Regions from separate parts of the Gossypium arboreum genome. Here all the other regions are linked to region 3. The links are chromatin contacts, called in public Hi-C maps. All regions are on one chromosome and are shown on one strand. The core of a region is the stretch at or near the end of the contact, and the rest is flanking DNA. Distances in the headings are between cores, read along the strand shown. Region 1 holds the start of LOC108473779 (acidic leucine-rich nuclear phosphoprotein 32-related protein-like). Region 2 holds the start of LOC108471970. Region 3 holds the start of LOC108471141 (F-box protein At5g03970-like).

What was found. A called contact is a pair of places that touch in the nucleus more often than the background predicts.
Region 1: a contact with region 3 is called in a Hi-C map of leaf, with 2.8 times the contacts expected there. The contact joins the promoter of LOC108473779 here to the promoter of LOC108471141 in region 3. A contact is called at or near these places in 2 of 5 Hi-C or Micro-C datasets (both in leaf).
Region 2: a Hi-C map of leaf shows a contact between it and region 3, with 5 times the contacts expected there. The contact joins the promoter of LOC108471970 here to the promoter of LOC108471141 in region 3. A contact is called at or near these places in 2 of 5 Hi-C or Micro-C datasets (both in leaf).

Annotation. Positions count from the first base shown.
Region 1 is chr11:27,917,730-27,920,429 of ASM2569848v2, reverse strand. It overlaps LOC108473779 (acidic leucine-rich nuclear phosphoprotein 32-related protein-like), which reads left to right and starts at 1,418. Exons shown (of 2, transcript XM_017775530.2): 1 at 1,418-2,700. The coding sequence starts at 1,986. It overlaps LOC108474177 (plant-specific TFIIB-related protein 1), which reads left to right. Exons shown (of 3, transcript XM_053022052.1): 3 at 1-1,047. The coding sequence ends at 792.
Region 2 is chr11:27,584,680-27,587,379 of ASM2569848v2, reverse strand. It overlaps LOC108471970, which reads left to right and starts at 1,398. Exons shown (of 2, transcript XM_017773505.1): 1 at 1,398-1,498; 2 at 2,298-2,700. The coding sequence starts at 1,398.
Region 3 is chr11:27,750,565-27,753,264 of ASM2569848v2, reverse strand. LOC108471141 (F-box protein At5g03970-like) reads left to right here and starts at 1,336. Exons shown (of 2, transcript XM_017772732.2): 1 at 1,336-1,543; 2 at 2,256-2,700. The coding sequence starts at 2,284.

The DNA.
Region 1 (2,700 bases), core at 169-2,668, 170 kb before region 3:
ACTCGCCGAAATCCGATTAGTATATCTGCAGCTGCTATATATCTGGCATGCCAATTAGAAGACAAACGGAAGACGCAGGCTGAGATATGTAAGGTGACAGGTCTCACAGAAGTCACCCTCCGAAAAGTCTACAAGGAGCTATTAGAGAATTGGGATGATCTACTTCCGTCTAATTATACTCCAGCTGTCCCTCCCGAGAAAGCATTTCCTACAACTACAATTGCCACAGGCCGATCTTCAGTGCCTAGAGTTGATTCAATTGATCTGAGTTCTACAGCAGACCGAGATAAGCAGCAAGACTCAAAGCCAATTAAGCCTAATGACGTGTCAGAAGCCGGCCTTCAAGCTAGAGGCAAAGATGATGCAGAAAACAATGGAAATTCTTCTGGAACCCATGCTGCTATGTTGAACCGGCCACCACATTTCAGGCAGCCCTGGCTTCAGTTTGGGGCTCCCGGTGTTAGGACGGTAGGAGATAAAAACCAGACTACCATTGGAGGAGACATTAGAGAAGCACAACCAAGCTGTCCAGAGTCGGAACATAAAGTAGATATGCCAAAGACAGATACCAAGGGTGCTAGTAGTTCCCTAAGGCCCAGCCAATTCTCAAGCTCTCCTGCTTCAAATGTGAGTACCATCACTTGGCCATTTCGTTCGCCAGCCTCATCAGGGCCTTCGCCAAACATGCCTATTGTGCATCCTCCAAAGTTGCCACCAGGTTTTGCTGAGCTTAAAGGATCCGGGACTCAAAATGGAAGTAAAGTTACCAATCCGAGTGGAGATTCCAAATGATAATTTAGAACTGGTCCTGGCTTGAATTGTTGTCGAACATCATAATTAATAACGATACATTTATTCCTGTTTTATACACCTGCTTATACTTTCACTAGTTTTGCAGGATTAAAAATAACAGTCGTAATGTCACATTGCGATAGTTGTTTCATGGTTTACATCGATATTCAGTGTGGACAGTGATAGCATCATTTGTGCTTTCAGCGATGAGCGCCACGCTTCAGGGTTGCAATTTAAAATCTCCTTGGTGGCAAAGCTAAGAATTTATTCCCATTGCTGTGGTGTAGTGTTGTTATTTTACTACTGTCATTGTCATGGAAATTCTGAGTTTGGGCCATAGGAAGCTGGGCCTGCTAATTACAACGCCCGATGGCAGTTCCGTAATTTCCTCCAACTTAATAGGCATTCTCCTAATATTCCCGATATTTACAATCAAAATGACGTGTCAAACCTGCGCTCCAGTTCATTATCTCTCATCTGTCTACATCCTTCTCGAGAACAAACACACCAACCTGAAATTTCTACCGTTCATTTTATCCACGTCAACGATCCGTGTCTTCCTCAATCCATTGGTTCACCTTCGTCCAATAATTCACAAAACCACCTCCCCCGCTAAAACAAAACCGCAGCCACGAACCACGAGCCGTCTAGTTCCCCCCCCCCCACCCCCTCCGGTCCCACCTTCTCTGCTCGAGGTTTATCCCGACTCGTCCACTCTTATAACCAATAAAAAGAGAAAAGTGAGAGAGAGAGAGGGAGGAAAAAAAAAAGAAAAAAAAGAAAAAGGAGAGGAAATTGTTATGGTTCTTTTTATTTATTTAATCTCTGTGTTTGAGTTTTTATTCTCAAGTTTGGAACTTGAAAGAACAAATCCCGTACATCTGGTAAAAATAAAAATATTTAGGGTTTAAAGCCATCCGAAATAGATTAAAACAGAACAACCTCTCCTCGATCTTCAAAATCTAGGGTTAGGGTTTCGTTTAAGTTTTACTCAAAATTTGTAGTTTCCTCCATTTGAATTTCTTGTACTATTATTAACTTTCCTCTTTTCTGGAATGACACTCCATAATCTCGTCCCTTTCGAACCATCCTTTTGAACCATTTCACTTTAGAAATATAAGAAACAAGCTTTATATCTGGTATTTTGTTGATATAAATAGGGGCTATATGAGATAAAAACGGTGTGGAATTTGATGGATGAGATCTGGGAGAGAGCGGTGGAGACAGCGTTAGACGGGCAAGCGGACCACGCGGCGGTTAGAACCTTGACACTTGACGGTGCGGTGAAGTGTGTTCAAGGTCGCCTCCCGCCGCCGAGCCTTTTGGAAAAATTTGAGAATCTTCTACACCTTTCAATTGCCAATATCGGTGTTTCATCTCTAGAACAGTTTCCTCGTCTTCGAAATCTCCAGAAATTAATCCTTTCAGACAATAGAATAGCCGGTGGCCTAGAATTCCTCGTTGAAGCTGGTCTTGACTCGCTCCGGGACCTTGACTTGTCTAATAACCGGATTCAATATATAGAGGCTCTTGCCCCTCTTGCCCAGCTTAAGCTTGTTTCCCTCGATCTATATGAGTGCCCGGTTACCAGGGTCAAGGATTATCGATCTAGGGTTTTTGGGTTGATTAAATCGTTGAAATATTTAGATAAAATGGACGCCGAGGAAAATGAAAGGCCAGAATCGGATGATGAGGAGGAAGAGGAAGATGAAGAGGATGAGGATGAGGATGATGAAGATGATCCTGGGAGTGGGGAGGTTGATGGTGATGATAGGCAGTACAGAATGAATAACGGGCATAGTGAAGGAGGTGAAGGGATTGTTGATGTTGATGAGGATGAAGAGAGTGATGCAGATGAAGAAGAGACAGACACGGGTGGAAGGGTAAATGGGTTAGGCCATGAGGCCA
Region 2 (2,700 bases), core at 149-2,648, 170 kb after region 3:
ATTAATTGATTAATTTAAATTCATTCTCTAATTTCTTATTTAAGATTATTTTAGTAAATTATGAATATATAATTTTAGTAATAATAATTACTCTAAAAAGATATTAACTTTGGCTACTCATATATACTTTTGAAGAAACTTTAATACCAACCTCTTACTAATAAAGCAAACATCAATTAACAAATGAAAACAATTTTCAATCACATGTAAAAATTATCATGTTCTTAACCTTTTCGAAACTATGGTTGAAATCGCCCATGTCAATATTCACGCATAGGTGACCAACATCTTGGCGTCTCAGCTATCACCAACCCACACTTGCTTTTCCCTCCAGATCCAAACCAATTAGTTTTATCGCATTCAGGGGCAAATTTAGAATAAATATTTAAAGGGGGTCAGATAAAATTTTATTTTTTTATAGTTTATATTTTTATAATTTGTAAAGGATTAAATCAAATTTTTATAATTTTAAGAGTGCCAAAGTATAATTTTATATTTATTAATTTAAAATTTTTAAAAAATTTTAAAGACCAAAAGAATAAATTTACATTTTAAGGGGGGCGGGGCCCATGCCAGCTCCCCCCTCCCCCCAGCTTCGCCCTTGGTCGCATCAATCATCATCTATTCTAGTCATCATCTATTCTAGCACATCTTATATCTGCTGTGCGTATAGAGTCATCTATTCTAGCAGATTTTATATCTATTGTGCGTATGGAGTAGAAGAGAGCAAATTATTATACTAAAGATTTATAAGTTTTAATTCCAAAAAAAAACTTAGAGGGATTTAAGTTCAACAAATTACACACAACCAAATATATTTTACTGCAAAAAAAAAATGAAAATAATCTTATGAAAAATAACAATTTTAGAATAATTTAAAAGTAGAGAAATCACATTTATTTATAGTACTTTACAATCTTATATTTTTTAGATGCGAAAATCATATCCACATGGTTGCAAGTCCAAAGTGATGCAATTCATTTTGTTGCTCTAAGTGAAACCAAAGAAGAAGTGGGCCAAAAGTGAGTCTTAAAGTTTTGAAACCCATTACTAACTCTGGTGGGCTATTGTTAGGGAAATGCCGAAAAGGTTTGAATGATGGGGCAAAAATGGGTAAGGTTTTAGAATTGGCTGGTGAGAACCCATTTGGATTTCAGGCTGTCCAAATCAAGGCCCTTTTAGATGGTAGAAAGAACAAAGCAGTGAGAATTATTCAGGCAAGGCAGACTACTTCGGGGCTTGGGGTCGATTCTGTAAACTTCAACTTCGGTGAGTCAAGCATGGTCAGTGAAAGCATGGATCAGAGGTCGACACTAATGGATGAGTTGGCGCAAACAAGACCGCCAGAAATGGAGTTCAGGGGTTCAGAATAGTCCTTGGTAGAGCTCGGAACAGTCATGAGAGAGATTATTGATAACATTAAGCACGACAACAAGCTGAGAAAACAAGCTAGTGAAGAAGCAATGGTGGTTGAGGATTTGGCTGAAACAGTGGGCGGGCAAGCAGAAGTTAACTGCTAATTTGATTTGTTTTTCGTTGACTTGTTACCATTATATTTTTTTATGGACACAAGACTAATGTTTTGGAATTGCATGCGTACTGGTGATCCTAGGTTTCATAATTTTGTGAGGGAATACATGCGAGATTTTAATATTGATTTATTTTGTCTTGTGGAAACCCAGATCAGTGGAAATAAAGCTGATGATAGAATTGGGAGACTGGGATATCAAAATTCATTTCGAATTGAATCTATTGGTTTTGTTAGGGGTATTTGACTTTTATGGAATGATAACATACATATGGAAACCATCCATCTACATGCTCAAGTGATCCACATAAGAGTTTGTAGCAAGAAAGGAGCGACTAGTTTCATGTGTTCAGCAGTTTACACGAGTCCTCAAGCTAAGGTTCTGGACCTAATTGTTGAATCTGTTAATGAGCCTTGGCTTATAGCGAGTGATTTTAATTCGATTTTGGATAGTTCGAACAGGAAAGAAGGTGCAGCTCGTGTGGTATTTAGTTGTGATTTATTTCAAGGTGTTGTTTTCAATCATAGACTCTAGGATATGGGGTTTTGGGGGCCTTGATTCACATGGAATAGAGGGAATTTGTTTCAGCGTTTGGATAAGGCTCTATGCAATTCGAAATGGAAGGATTTTGCACCAAACTATTCAGTTCGACATCTACAGAGATTAAAATCTTACGACCGATCTTAGTGGCTTTTAGATCAGACAATAATGTGGTGGTCAACGACCGTTCAGATTTTTTGCAAGTTGGCTACTTCATTTAGAATTTAGGTACATTCTTAACACACATTCGAGGAGTGATCTTGAGGTAGATTCGAATTTGGATCAACTCATAGCGGTGTTACAGAACTGGAATAAGGTCTATGGGAACATTTATACTCGAAAGAAAGACCTGGTGTCGGAGCTTAGTAGAGTTCAAAGGATTTTGGAGGTTAGGCGATCATCACACTTGGTCTCAAGCGAGGCTAAAATACGAGGAGAAATTGATGATTTGTTAAATCATGAGGAACTTCTTTGGTTCCAAAAGTCACGTACTGCTTGGTTAGAGAATGATGATAGAAACACAAAGTATTTTCATGGTCGAACGATGGCGAGACGGAGAGCTAACAAAGTTGAGGGCCTTAAAATAGATGAGGGGCGATGGTGTTTCGATGATGAAGTGTTAAAACAACAT
Region 3 (2,700 bases), core at 87-2,586:
GGGAAAACATCATTGAGTGTGGTACCACTATTTAGCCCTAATCAACTTGTAAAATTTAGTGAAGTTTTTTTTAGAGGAAAAGTTGACTTGACAATTAAAAATTTAAACCCATTGACGTGATAAGTCATATGACAGTTCATTTTTATTTCATAATAGTTCAAAAAATAAAAAATATATTTAAAAATAAAAAAAAGTTCATAAATGGTTAAAAAAAATCTATTCACGTTAATGATTAAGTACATGTAAATTGTCACACGAGCTGTCACATTAGTATCTTTAAAATTTTAATAATTTAGTCAATTTTTTCATAAAAAAGCAAATTAACTAAATTTCGAAGATTGAGAGTCAAAGTAAAAAAAAATAGAGTCAAAATAACAAAATGAATAAATATTAAGGTAACATTGGTATGATGGAAAGTGGTCACTTTCTTGGAAATTTAATCAATCGGAAAACGATTTCAACATTTGATATATCAATTTTTATTTACTTTCCTTGAAATTTAACTTTTTTTTGGAAGTTATTTTCCTATGAACATAATAATGTAATTCCTATGATAAAAGGTGGGAATGTTTTTTCCCATGTAGATTAGAAATTTAAAAAATAACAAGACTAAATTAACCTATTTTATATTAGTTTAGGTATTAATCTATCCATAAATGTAAAAGAAGAAGAAGAATAAAAAGAAGTTATTGCCTCCTTCCTCCTTCCTATTATTTGATTTTCTCTATTACTACTATGAATTCTTGAGAAGTAAGTTTTTTCCTTAATCTTATTTTTTATATACATATTTAATCATATATATATTATATCATTTTCATATTATATTTATTTTCTATTATTTTTTGTCTTTTTCGATATACTAATTGAAAATTTAATTTTATTATAATATTTATGAATCTTTATGAGGAAAAGGAAAAAAAATTAAGGCTTATTGTATGATTTTGAGAATGAACAAATGATTGGCAACCCATTTAGAATTAGAAGTAAAATAGATAAGATAAGTGATCAATCAAATTTCATTACGGTTATGTATTATATTTAAAAAAAATTCAATACTTAAAATAAATTATGTTACATTGGGGCTTGAAAAAATAATGTAAAAATGATCCAATAAAATTTAATATTAAATGTTTAATTCAAATATTTGATAACAATAAAATTTATTATAAAAATTAAATATATAAATATTATATTTTATATAATAAGAATAAATTCGTAAATTATTATTATATTTTTAAAATATTTAATGAAATGTAATATTTGACGTTTGATTGAAATGAGAGAAGATGAAACGCTGGCAAAGAGTTAAATTAAAGTTGAAAGAGAGTAAATTTTTTTAAATTTCTGTCTTCCATTGAAATTATTACAAAATCCATATATCCAAACACTCCATATAGACGTGAAGACTGCTCTAGGTTATTAATTTTATATATTAGCCGAAAAAGGAAGGGCCCAAGCAAAATCAAAAACTTCTCTCCAAAGTCTAGATGAAAAAGCTCTTTGTCAGATCAACAACATCAAAGCCAAGTAAAAGATCTTACAGGTATCGCTTCTCACTCACTTTCTTCACTTTTAATAATAATTTCGCTTTTATTTTTGTCCTTTAATCGCTCTCTTAGCTCTGCTTATGTCCTTAATTATGTTCATTAGGCTTCTGCTCTTTAATTAATGTTTCTTTTCTCTCTCTTGAGTTTGCTGTTTTCGGTTTCCTCTTTTTACTAGTGGTACCTATTTTTTAGTTAATTCTTAATTTTAGCTTTTCATTAGGTTTTTATGCGCTTACAATGTGTTTGGTTGCCGAGAAAATGAATAGGGGAAAGTCAAAAGAAAACTAGAAAAAAGGAAAAAAAAAAAAAGAAAGAATGAAACCCCTTCCTTTTTAATTTGCGGATTCGAATTATTAAATTCTGTACTTCTGAATACTGGAAAAAGAAAATAAAAGGAATCGATGTGAAATTGGGTGCTTTGGAGGTCTGGCGAATTCTGATATTAAGTTTGAGTTTTATTTTTAGATTTTTGAAATTTTGGACGATTAACGTTATTTTTGAAAAAGAAATATTGATTTCTCAAGGTAAATTTCGTAAGTGAACCCATCTCAAGTCACTCTTGAACCGTGAATAGTCTTTGAAGCATTTATGCACGTATAATTTTGGTAATAGTAACTTTGTTTCAGGCTTTCGCCATTCTATGTTGTTAGGGTAATTATTTGTGTTCTTTTAAATGGTTTTTTGGTAATGTTGTATATCTGGCTGCAGTGTGAGAAGTGGGGGAAGTTCAAGTTAAATGGATCGAGGAAAAAAGCTGACTAACTTCTATGGTAACAAAAACAACAAGATTTACATGGATCTAAAAGACATAGTAAGGGAGAATGCACTTCGTTACCTTCCTGCTAAATCACTTTTCCGGTGCTTTGGAGTTTGTCGGGATTGGAAGCATCTAATATCAACACCTTTCTTTGCGCACAATCAATCAAATTCTTTCCATTCTGTCTCGGGTTTCTTTTACCAATCACAAGCAGGTCTGCCGTCATTCATGTCTCTTGACCCTGTGGCTTATGGTGTTCCAGACCCATCTCTAAAGTTTCTGCCCGAACCTGTTGATATTAGGTCCTCTTGTAATGGGCTGCTTTGTTGCCAGGGGCGTACTGGTTACAAGGCTTACTACATCTGCAATCCTGTTACCAAGCAGTGGAAGAAACTT